Regions from separate parts of the Mus musculus genome. Here region 1 is linked to region 2. A link is a contact called in public promoter capture Hi-C data. All regions are on one chromosome and are shown on one strand. The core of a region is the stretch at or near the end of the contact, and the rest is flanking DNA. Distances in the headings are between cores, read along the strand shown.

Region 1 (5,751 bases), core at 2,515-5,014, 2.3 Mb before region 2:
TTGGTCCTGGCCACAGGGAGGCTTCCCCTCCATGCACACACACTGATGGTGTCTCCTTTCCAGGGCGGGACAGTTGCTGCCTGTGGTCCAGTTCCTTCAGAAGGGCCTCCAGCGGCATCTGGATGATGTTTCCAAACTGTATGTGCCTTGGGGTTGGTGGGCGGGTAGGGTAGGGGGCTCGTGCAGCTGATTTTATCCCTGTCGTGTCTGATCTGGGGGCAGAGTACTCCAGTATCAGAGATGGTGAACTGAGTCCATCTGCCATGGGTGTGAGGGTCCCCTCTGGGTGTGGCTGATGCTTAACCACTTACCATGTACACTTGCCACTTGAGGCATAGTGAGAGCCCTTCACCCTGGGCACCAACATGTCACAAGTGTAGGGCCAGGCAGCCTGGCCTAGATTCTTCTGTCACCTCTGAGGGCAGTGAGAGGTGACCACAGGACTTGGGGCCAGGGAGCCTGAATTCCTGGGATCTGGCCTGTGTATTGCAGGGGTTTCCCTGGTGTGGCACTAATAAGAGAATAAAACTTGTATTCTTGGGACAGTGCTAGCTAGAATAACCTCAAGTGTATCCTCCTCCCCCAGCCTGCTCCTTCAGGTAGTTTTTGGTGGCCTGTGACCCATACATCCCCATATCATCTATCTGTCACTGAGCAGTTGCTATGCTATGTGTTCCTGCCAGGCTTATAATATGCTTGTCTGCTAGTCTCTCCATACAGAGTCTCTGAGAGAGGCTGGCACTGGGGCACTGTGGTCCCATAGCCCTCCCGATTATCTTTACAATGCTTCTCCAAGTCACAAGCAGACCCTTCCTCTTCGTGCCCTTTCCTTCCTAGAGTCCTGCCTGGCTGCAGGAAGACTGGTGTTGGAGGTGGCTTTACTAAGGTGTGGATCTGCTTAGCAAGGTGCATGGTGCCAATCTTTCCCTGGCTGGCGCGCCTGTGACTCCACAGCTCCTTAAGAGAGTACTCTTGCCCCTCCATCTCCTTCTGAGCATTGCTGCTGTCTGGTTTATGTCCAAGGCATTGGCATGACTGGCTTTGTGAGGTTTGCGAGGCAGCCCTGTATAGGTCGCATGACACCCACAAGTTTAATGTGCAGCTGTTCCTTTCTACTGGCTTCTGCCCCACTCATGGTTCTGGGAGATAGGGCCAGAAACGTGCCCTTTGTCCTGTGAATGTGGAGAATCAGCCCCCTGCCTCTGTCAGTGGAATGCCTCTGTAATGGAAGGGCCAGCAAGGAGAGCAGGCCAGATGCTGCACTACACCGGGTAGAGCTGGAACTGAATTAAGGAGGGAATAAGTTTTGGGGACAGCTGCACCTGATCCTGCTGGTGGCAGCCGAGCAGGATGCTGGTGCTGACCTAACGCCTTCTGTCCCCAGCTGTGACTGGAACCGCTTCAACATCCAGTACGTGCTGGCAGTTTCCAAGCAGCGGGGCATGAAACGCACCCTGGAACCTGTGGACACAGAAGAGGACTCAGATGCATCTGATGAGGACAGTCTGCACCTACTCAGAGCTGCAGGTGAAGAAGAGGAAGAGGAGATGCTGATATAGAACCATATATTTCACGGCCTGATTGGCTGGAGATGAAACCACTGTGCTCCTGGGCCCAGGAAGTGGGAGGTGCCAGAGACCCCGAGACCCTCCAGCCCGGACTCTTCCTGTGAGACTGCTCATGCTGCCATGAGACAGCAAGCCAACCTTTCAGGGCCGGGACCAGGATACAGCGGGCACACTTATGCTTTGGGCCCAGAATGCTTGCGTTGTGGATGGCCCTGCACAGACTTCCTAGGGAAGGTTTAGAAGTGTGGACTTGCAAACTTTCTGTCAGAGTTATTTATATTTTTAATACGATGCTCTAAGGATGAATTTCGGGTTGGGAAGAGCTTTTTTGTAAATGTGAGGACTTTGCTTCTCAACTTTGAGTTTCCGGTGTTTCTAATGTGTCCTGGGTGAGACATTGTCTTCAAGTAAGCAGGGAGATCGGTGACTGCTCGGGCCTGTGGCCCTGATATCTGTAAGTAGTGAAGAAATGGTGTGTGCTGGGCTGACCCCAGCGGGTGGCTGTGACAGCCCAAGGCTGGCCAGGGAAGCTTGGACTGATCTTTGCCAGTATGTACAGGTTATGTGGGAGAAGGGACATGCCTGAGTGGTGCTTTACCGATACTTCCTGTTCATGGGGTTGACCAGGCCCAGCATGTCACTCGCCAGTGAAGAGACCCACAGGTGCCAACTCATGCTGATAACTATTCACTGGCCTCTGTCCAGGCCACAGGAATGGATCTGTGTGGCACCTGGTGCACTGAGAGCCATTAGCTGTCGCACCCTTGTCATACTCAGGATACACTGATACTATACTGTCTTGGTCACCTGGAACCCGCTCAGGCTTGAACACCGTTATGGGGAGAAGCCAGAGCTTAGCCTGGTGTCGCCAGGTTTCCTGTTCTGCAGAGCATTTCTCTGTGTAGCTTGGGGTAGAAAAGGAAACTGCTTCTTATGTGCCCAGGGACAGCCAGGCCCCTGGCCGCCCAGACAAGGACCCGCTTGTTTTGGTGCCATCTTGGGATCCCCATCTGCAGTACAAATACAGTTTTATGAAGCTTTACTGGTTTTGTCTGTGTGTGGTATGAATGTGGAACTGAGGGCCCAGGGAAGGGCAGGCAAGTAGTGCTGAACCATGCTTCAGCCATCACCATACATCTCATACATCTCATCCAGTTTAATTCTCATACCAGAAACTGGGCTCAGTTTGGAGTATTTTACAAGTCTGCTCCGTGGTAACCATGCCCACTCCACCCCTGTGGACAGCCAGATGCAAATTGCCTGACACTGCTCCACCCCTCCCCCCAACTACTGTCCCCTGAAACTGAATAATCCCTGACTCGCTGTAATGGTGTTGGGCCACCAAACCCACTTCTGTATGCTCCCTGGCTTCTGCATATACTGTGCATCCCAGGCCTAAATGTCTCCTAAATGTGAAAGGGTTCCCATCTTAAGATGGGAACACCCAGCAGCTAATTATCCCTAGGAGTTGAGAGAAGCCAGGTCACCTTTGACAGCCTTCACTGTGGCTAGGGAGAGGCAGTGAAACTCTGGGAGTTATCTGGTCATTACCCCGATGGACACCGGACTGTATGCAACTATAGCAATCACATTGATTCAAAATAGGAAATGGAAGGTACGATGCTCAGCTCAGCTCTTCACTGAATCGTGACTGGCAGAACTGTGGCCTGTGAGGAAGCTGCAGAGGTACCCAGAACACAATGGCAGGAGCAATTTACGATTGCACCGTGAGGGCGCGGGGCTTGCTCTGACCCCGTTATTTAAAATCAGTTTTTAGTCATTGCATAGACTGGAATTGCAATAGGTAGTCAAGGTGGCCTACACCAAGATGAGCGCCCTTCAAACATTAACTAGGCAGACCGGGCCGCTCAACAAGGTCGATCGCAGGAAGGTCCTAACCTGGCATACTTGCTTGCTTGCCCTCTCAAAACCGAGAAGAGGCGTGTCCCAGCTCGGTCGGTCATTGAGCTGGAGAAGTCCAGCCAACCGGTCTCTTAGGTGAGGGGGGGCGTGTCCTGAGATCTGTGGCCCCTCCCTCCCGCTAGTCCTCCAGGGAAAAAGGTGCTGGGTTTCCCGTACGCCGTCGGTCACTGCGCAGGCGCGGCCCCACCCACTGGCCCTCTCCAGAAAGGGGTTGTTACGCGCTCCTCCATTGGCCAGGCGCGACCCCGCCCCACGGCGCACGTTCTCCTGACACCACTGTGGCTGGCTGCCCTTCGTGATGGCTGCCGTCAGGGTTTTGGTGGCGCCAAGGCTGGCTTCTGCGCTCCTACCGCTCTCCAGATACCACCGGGCTCCCTCCCAGCGCGCAGCCCTTCACAGCTCCGCACCGCGGCCCGGGGCCAGGGTGGCGTTGGTGAGTGCAGAGCCAGACTCCCAGGCCGAGTGCCTTCCCTTGCTAGGTCCCCGCAGCCTGGGGTCGACCAGCTGTCCGCCCAAGGTCGGCTCTTGGTGGGGTTCAGCCTCCCCTCCCTCGGTAATTGCGTGTTGGGCCCTCGCCCTCGTCAGTGCCTCTCTTCCTGCAGGTGCTGTCGGGCTGTGGAGTCTATGACGGAACCGAGATCCATGAGGCCTCAGCGTAAGTCCTCAGAGTTTGTAAACACTCTCTTGGTTTAAAAGGCAGAAATGGCCAGAGGGTGACCAAGCGCAGTGGGTTCACATCGTGATAAGTCCAAAGCCAAAGTTAGCACAGCCAAGACACAAAAGATGCCACCCGGACCCTGGGTGAAGGCAGAATGCCTGGCAGCAAGCTGGGGTCTTGAACATACCCAAAATGCAACACCTGCGGAGTCAACAACCCTCGCTGCTCATCAGTCAGTAAAAGGATGCCTTGCCTACTTATTCTGGTTCTACCCTTACCTTGCAGAAGTCTGTAAGCGGCAGGAGCCGTGCCTTCGTAAAAGCAACTAGGTGTCCTATAAACTAGGAATTCCCCAGCACTTGGTGCCAGTCCATCTGTAAAATCGTCATGCTGTGAGGCCGGAGGACACATTTGGAAGTGATGTCTTTGTGGATTTTCTTCATATAGGATCCTGGTGCACCTGAGCCGAGGCGGGGCTGAGGTCCAGATCTTTGCTCCCGATGTCCCTCAGATGCACGTGATTGACCACACCAAGGGGGAGCCTTCTGAGAGGGAAAGCAGGTATGGGTAGGGAAAGGACCTTACAAGAGCCCTGTTCCCATGAGCAGCTCCTGTACTGTAGCCTTCCTGATTATGTGATCAAGTGTCTGTCCCTCAAAGCAACTGTCATCCGGCTGTTCTGGAAATACATGGCCATGGGCCAAATGTTTCTGACCTCCCCGTGACCGTTACAGGGGTAGCAGTAGCCTTTGGGTGTGAGGTGGTCATGCTCTGCTCTGGCTAGTCCCTGTGTGGTACTGTGTTCCCTTTATCTTGTTGCTTTGTTTTTGGCAGGGAGGGGTTGTTTGTTTTGTTTTGTTTTCCCAAAGTTTCTCTATGTAGAGAGACTGTCCTGGAACACACTCTGTAGACCAGGCTGGCTTTGAACTCTGATCCTCCTGCCTCTGCCTACTGAGTGCTGGGATAAGAGGCATACTCCACCACTGCCTCGGGTTTTTGTTTTTGTTGTTTGTTTGAGACAGAGTCTGTTTGGCCCTCACAGGCCTGGAACTCACTATATACAGACCAGGGTGGCCTTGGATTCCTAGAGATTCTCTTGTCTTTGCCTCCAAAGTGTTGGTGGGATCAAAAGCAGTTGACTCTATGCCCAGCACAACTACATTTTTTTATTTTAAAGATTTATTTATTTGTTATATATAAGTATGCTGTAGCTATCTTTAGACACACCAGAAGAGGGCATCAGACCCCATTATAGATTGTTGTGAGCCACCATGTGGTTGCTGGGATTTGAACTCAGGACCTTTGGAAGAGCAGCCAGTGCTCTTAACCACTGAGCCATCTCTCCAGCCCACAACATTTCTTATCTGAGGCTTGGTTGCAGGGTAGGGGCTGAGACTGAAAAGGTAAGAGAGAGGAACTGCAATTTAACTACCAAGGCTGTCTTTAGGGAGTTCCTCTTCTGTCTAGAACCCTGGCCCCTGAATCTAACCCCTCCCTCCTGTTGTACAACTGTATATGAGGTTGCATCTCTATCTGATGTTCAGGTGGCTTTGGGCATCCTGAAAAATGGCTTCTTAGGCAGCCCCTCCCTGGTGTGGAGGC
Region 2 (6,082 bases), core at 3,204-5,703:
GTCACACGAGGGAACTGGGGCTGTGGGCTGACGCTGAGGTGACAGGATTGGAGGGGATGCAGCGTGACATCTATATGTACTTTGAAGTCATTGTGTCATCCTAGATTATTGGAGTTACCCACGTGCATAAATAAACTTTAGGGGACGTACCTACTGCAAAAGACTCTGCTCAGAGCCCTCACAGGCTCACGGCTCAGCCTCCAACTTTGATGGTTCTGAGAGGGTTACCCGTAATGCCACTTTCTAAGATAGCATCTGCATTGTATCGTCCATGAAGCTCCCAGATTCTAATGAACCACAGTTGCCTGCTGTACTCCCTCTGCCCACCCCAAGTCACACATGAGGAAACGGAGGCCCATGCTGGCATTGACAGGACTGAAGGTGATGCGTAAGATGACCTGCTTTTTTGAGATGGCCCTAGTTGGTGACAAAAGGGAGAGCTAGCTCTCAGATCAACCCTTTTCTTCCCTATCCCCCGTCCCCCAACATCAGCTGCCCGCCTCCGAGCAGAGCTAGAAAGACCTTGGTCACATGGTTTCCTTTGAAGGACCCTCTTGGCTCGGTCCAAGCGGGAAAGGACTGAAATTTGATTTGCTCAAGGTCACTCAGCTAGTAACTGACAGGACCCTTATTTCAAATCCAGGAGCATGGGCTAAGGGCACTGGTGCAAAGAGAGGGCATAGAGACACCCCCTCCCCCTCAAACTGATGAATCTCTCTTGGCAAATGTGGAAGTGAGGACGATATGATAGCAACAGGCTGCAACTACAAATTATATCCAACTATTTTTCTCTTCAATGTTTCTCAAAACCCTGGGAGTAGGAGTTTCTCTAGAAATCGGAGACCCAACTGCTCTCAGTCTATCACTAGATCTCTGAAACCACCCCTGGAAGGAAGGAAATAATGTGATAATTTAGGGAGTAACAAAGCCACCTAAGAAAACTTGAGGAGCTCGGTGACTTCCTATTAGGATGTCCCCCAGCAGGGGCCATCCATCAGTGTGGCTGGTTCACCCAAGGTGTCTTGATATAAGATGTACAAAGTAGGAACATGAGGACAGGGAGAGAGTGTCAAAGCCCTGTAGTGGGACGGCAGCGATTCTGATATGGCCAAGGGCACACTTCTCTAAAAAGCCCTGCTTGCTTCTAGACTGGACCTCAGGGGTAAATCTTTTTCTATCTCGAATTGGCATCTGGCCACCTTTTCCCTCCTTTCTATAGGTAAAGATCTCACAGCTAGAGGTACATTCCAGTGTGATTAAAATGGAGACTCAGAGATCCGGAAAGAGCTGTGGGCAAAACTTCCAGCCACAAGAGAAAACAGCCATCCTGACTTCCTCACGTTTCAGAGCCGGACTTCAATCCTAAGAGTTTTCTTTGCCCGTTTTCGCCTCCGACCCCACCCCGCTTTCCTGCTCTCTCCTGATCCTATCGTGCACATTAAAAAAATGGCTTTGCCAGAAAACTCGGTTTACAGGAGTGGGAGAGCGTGGGTGAGCACTGTTTTAAGCTTTACCAAAGCTTCCCCCATTCTTTTTCTTCCCCCTTTTGCCCCACTTCCAATCCCGGTTCCCATCTCCAGGGATCTTGCATAGTTCCTTCCAAAAGACCCAGCCTGCACCAGGTTCCTAGGAAAGGCCTGAAGTGCCTGAAGTGCAGGCTCTGCTGGAGTCTCTATTCCCAGCCTTCCGCGATTGGCCAGCTTCCCTCCTTCCCTTCCTCCCTCTGCTCCCGTTGCGGGGAGTTTCCCCACAATCAACCCTTCCAATCCGGGAGGCAATGACCTCTAGAGGTTGTGGCAGCTAGTCTACTGCCCCTAACGGACCAGCTCACGCCCGTTGCTCGCGTGAGCAGTTGCCAAGGCAACCAACAGGCCGCTGACTCTCCTCCCTGCAGTGTAGGATTCCCAGCATGCTTTGCGCAGCGGACTCTCGGAGGAGGGCGGGAAATGCTGCATTTCCCAGAAGCCCCTTCGTGGGGTAGTCCTCTGAAGTAGGGAGCCGAGGGTAACTCTCGGACGCCCACCCTGGTGGTAGGTATGGGAGCTGGCGTTCAGAGGAGAGCGGCTGTCCAAAATTCTTGTAGCTGGTTTCGTGGTTTGCGTTTGCGCTGTTCACTGAGGTACGGCTGTGTGACGAGAGACGAGGAAGATGAATGACCCAGTGGTCACACTACAGCAGTTTGCAATCTGTTATAAAGAACATTTAGAGGATATCTAATGTTTTGATGATTGTAAGATCATATTGTGCATGCCAGTCAGATAATCCGCATCGTGGCTCCTGAATCCATGGCTCAGGGAACATCACAGAAAGGCTGTAAGAACCAGAATACCAGGAAGTCTGATGCGAAACAGTCTCTAGAAATGGCTGTACAAACTATACTGGAGCAATGGCAATATCTATGGACATGTTAATGTTGAAGGGAGAAAGTCTCCAGGTCCCAACCCTAGACAAAGAACTATTGGCCACTAATAGAGAAGAATTAGCCTCTCATAGGAATGAACTCCTTAGTTGGTTGTCCAATGCAGAACTGTCAGCCTTGAGTTTATATGTACAAACAAAAAAATAGAGCTAGCAGGTTTATATAATCTGTGCACATACACACATATGTATGTAACAATAATAATTTAAAAGATGAGAAGAGCTAAGAAAACCTAGCCAGAGGCCAGGATGGTGGTACACACCTTTAATTCCAGGATTGAAGCAAGAGGATCTCTGTGAGTTCAGAGTTAGCCTGTTCTACATAGTTAGTTCCCTGACAGCCAGCCTATATAGACAGACCCTGTCTCAATGAATAACAACAAAATTTCCTCAAACAAATTAGCTGTTTCCACAGAATGAGGTCAACACGTTTGAAGACTAACTATTCTCTGGCAGTCAGCCATTCCAACTTTTATTCCCACCACTTCAGTAACCACCGTTCGGTGTGATTTGTGAACCTTGGCTTCTCTTCAGTTTTTTTGTTTGTTTTGTGGTGTGGAGGGTTGAATCCAGGGCTAGGTTCACTGATGCTAAACAAATGCTGTGTCATGAAACCAGGTTCTAGCTACTGATTTTCTTTGTCCTGTTTGTCAGATAGGCTCCCCCTAGGTGGCCCAGGGTATAAACTGCCAAACCCCACTGCCATGAGCAACATACTTCCTGTAGCAAGCAAGGTGCCACAACCTAAAAGCTACATAACCCACACAAAACAGACCACCAGCTGGGGTCTGTTCATACACTAGGTTCAAACGCAGGAAACTATGGGCTGTGGGGAGGTGGGGCGGGGGCGGGCATTTCTCATTCAAACTACCACTCACTCTGGCTTTAGGTATCTGACAATCAAGATGAAAACTATTACCAGTCAAAAAGGGAGGGTAGCAAAAAAAAAAAAAAAAAAAAAGGGGTATTTTTGTCAAGATTCAAGGAAGCCCTTTTTTTGGGGGGGGGGAGGGGTTAAGAAGCCGGAAGAGAGGATGAGATGGAAGAGGGGAGTGAGGCAGCCAAACCAGTTCCTTGCCAGTGTGGGAGGGGACTCTCCGGAGAGTAGCGAAGCAGGTACCTGAGTCTGCAGGGTGAAAGCCGGGGGGGGGGGGGGGGGGGTGTTTCGGGGCGGGATTCAGGGGTCCATCCATTCAAGAGCCATATCTGATCCCGTGAGAGAGGATGTCTGACCTAGGGGAAGCACGTGAAATAAACAAGGCCAGGAGACTTCTAGGGGCCAATCACATCAGAGGGCTTGGGTGGGTACAGTCATCTTGGATCACATGCTCTCCCTACCGAATTTGCACGAGCAGAGCCACGTGCGGTGCAGGGCTGCAGAAGAAGCTCCTCTGGGGACAGCTTTGTGTTTTTCAGAATCCTTTTCCTCAAAAAACAACACCAGCTTATTTAGGTAAAAGGGCAATTTGGCTTCAGACGGTTCTGGCGGTGGGAGGGGCGAGGGGAGGGGCCACTTGAGAGAGCTCGGTTTGAGCCTACTGGCTACCACAGCTCCTAGCTATCAACTCACAGGGTAAGACTGGTTCTATGGCAAATGCCTGTAGTCCTAAGCACTTGGAAAATGAAGTCGAATTTGAGGCCAACCTGGACTATATGAGTCCCTGTTTCAAACAAAACAAAACAAAACAAAACAAAAAATAGCCAACCAAATGAATCAAACAAACATAAATTCCCTGGAAAGCCAGGCAGGATAGGTCTCACCTGGGAGTCCCAGACATTCAGGAAACTAAGACAGGAGAATCAATGGAGCAGAAGGGTTTGAGGCCAGCCTGTGCTATAGCAAGACCCCTACCCCTCAATGTCAAAAAAAAAAAAAAAAAAAAAAAAAAAAGAAAGAAAGAAAGAAAGAAAAAAGAAAAAAAGAAAAACGCCCAGGGAAACATTCTGGTGCCCGATATGGCCCACGGGCTATAGCTACTCTAAAAGATTCAGATAAAGCCAGTGATAATGGGCACCTCTTTTCCCCATCGGAAGATGCTACCGTGGAGAGTGTTGGAGGCGGGCGAGAGAGGTGGTCCTGTGACTCCTTCAAGCTTTGCTGCCCAGCCTCACAGATCTGGGGAGGTCCAGTGTTCTTAGACGACCTGTTTTGCACGGGGCAGCTGGACCAACCACAGTTCTTCCTTAAGGCAAAGTTTCTAGCAGCCTGCAACAAGCTTCACCCGTTAAAGAAGGATCAGCGATCAGCCTCTAAGATCCCCTCCTGCAGTAACTGAGAGCTAGGAGCTGAGCGGTCTAGTTCCCCGCAAACGACTACGTCCACAGAACTCTGAGTTGGGTCCACGAAAGCCCAGCTAGGCCATTTCCGCGTCCGGGTGAGACTAAGGTCCTGGGCTGGATTCCTGGCTCCACGGTCCGCTGGAGCAAATCGCATAAGTCAGTCTGAGTGCGCGCGCACCTCAGCCCTGCTTTTGGTATAAAGTCCTCCAAAGCGTCTCCCTCCCCAAGATCAGCAGGTGTCAGCTATCCAGAGGAGGAAATCGTTTGGCTTGGCCAACTGAGGCTGTGCTGGACCCCAGCTTGCTGTTATCGAACGCAGTCGGCACACCATCTTGTGTCGCTACCGGCAATGGGCTTGGAGCTCTACCTGGACCTGCTGTCACAACCCAGCCGCGCTGTCTACATCTTCGCCAAGAAGAATGGCATCCCCTTCCAGACGCGTACCGTGGATATACTCAAAGGTTGGCACATTTACCCCTAGACCATGTCAGTCCTTCACATTCTGCCTGGGTACAATCTCCCCATCATCTGACCCCCCCCACCCCCAGCGCCGTCCACCAAGGAATGCTCTGCTCTCTTTGGAGTGGTCTTAGTCAGTTCAGAGCCCTCTTTAAACGTAACTTCCGCTCTGACAAGAGAGACTTTTTGTCCTGGGACGTGGGGAGAAAAATGAAAGATTCCTACAGTTTCTGCTTTGAAGGCACGCAGTGTTTAGATTCACAAAATTCCGGAGACTTTGCAGGGAAGAGACACATAGCTGAGCCACCTCTGTGCCTCTGGTTCCCGGCCCATCCGGATTTTGGCCGTTTCGACCTTGCTCTGGTTGCAAAGAGAAAGGGGAAAATAGGAATACTGCTTGAGTCCTTGCACGCATTTTCTGGCTTCTTCCTTCCCAGGGCAGCACATGAGCGAGCAATTCTCCCAGGTGAACTGCTTAAACAAAGTTCCTGTACTCAAAGACGGAAGCTTCGTGTTGACCGAAAGGTGCAGCTGTAAATATACCCAGAGCCCTCACTACCTCCTCCGGCTCCCTTTGGCCGCCCCACTTCCGTTGGAGTGGGGTGCGGGGCGGGGCCCTGGCCGACTCCGACCCTAGGCTGTGAGGGGGCCTGGCTAGAGCAGACTCTGTGGGAAGGGGTCCTGGAAGACTAGAGGGCTGATCCAGCATGTCCCTTGCTTCTGTCCTGTTTCATCTGCTGGACTCCCCCCCTCCCCCTCCAGGCCTCCCTATCCTGATTGAGGGGTATTGGAAGGCGACAAGGGGACGATTGTCAAGGGTTAGGGAAAAAAAAATGTAGATTCAACAAAGGACTAGGAAGGGCTTCTCCTAACTTCCTAGATGTCCTGTTTAATCCGCCAAAGCTTGGCCCCGGAGACCAATGAA

What was found. Promoter capture Hi-C pulls out the DNA fragments that hold promoters and counts their contacts.
Region 1: a contact with region 2 is called in a promoter capture Hi-C map of liver, with 5 times the contacts expected there. The contact joins the promoter of Gatd3a here to the promoter of Gstt2 in region 2. A contact is called at or near these places in 5 of 39 promoter capture datasets (cranial neural crest, embryonic stem cells, liver and 1 more) and 1 of 9 other capture datasets (liver).

Annotation. Positions count from the first base shown.
Region 1 is chr10:78,167,768-78,173,518 of GRCm38.p6, reverse strand. Gatd3a (glutamine amidotransferase like class 1 domain containing 3A) reads left to right here and starts at 3,764. Exons shown (of 7, transcript NM_138601.3): 1 at 3,764-3,924; 2 at 4,094-4,146; 3 at 4,597-4,710. The coding sequence starts at 3,790. Pwp2 (PWP2 periodic tryptophan protein homolog (yeast)) reads left to right here. Exons shown (of 21, transcript NM_029546.2): 20 at 64-138; 21 at 1,385-2,609. The coding sequence ends at 1,559.
Region 2 is chr10:75,833,252-75,839,333 of GRCm38.p6, reverse strand. It overlaps Gstt2 (glutathione S-transferase, theta 2), which reads left to right and starts at 4,453. Exons shown (of 5, transcript NM_010361.2): 1 at 4,453-5,159; 2 at 5,595-5,682. The coding sequence starts at 5,048.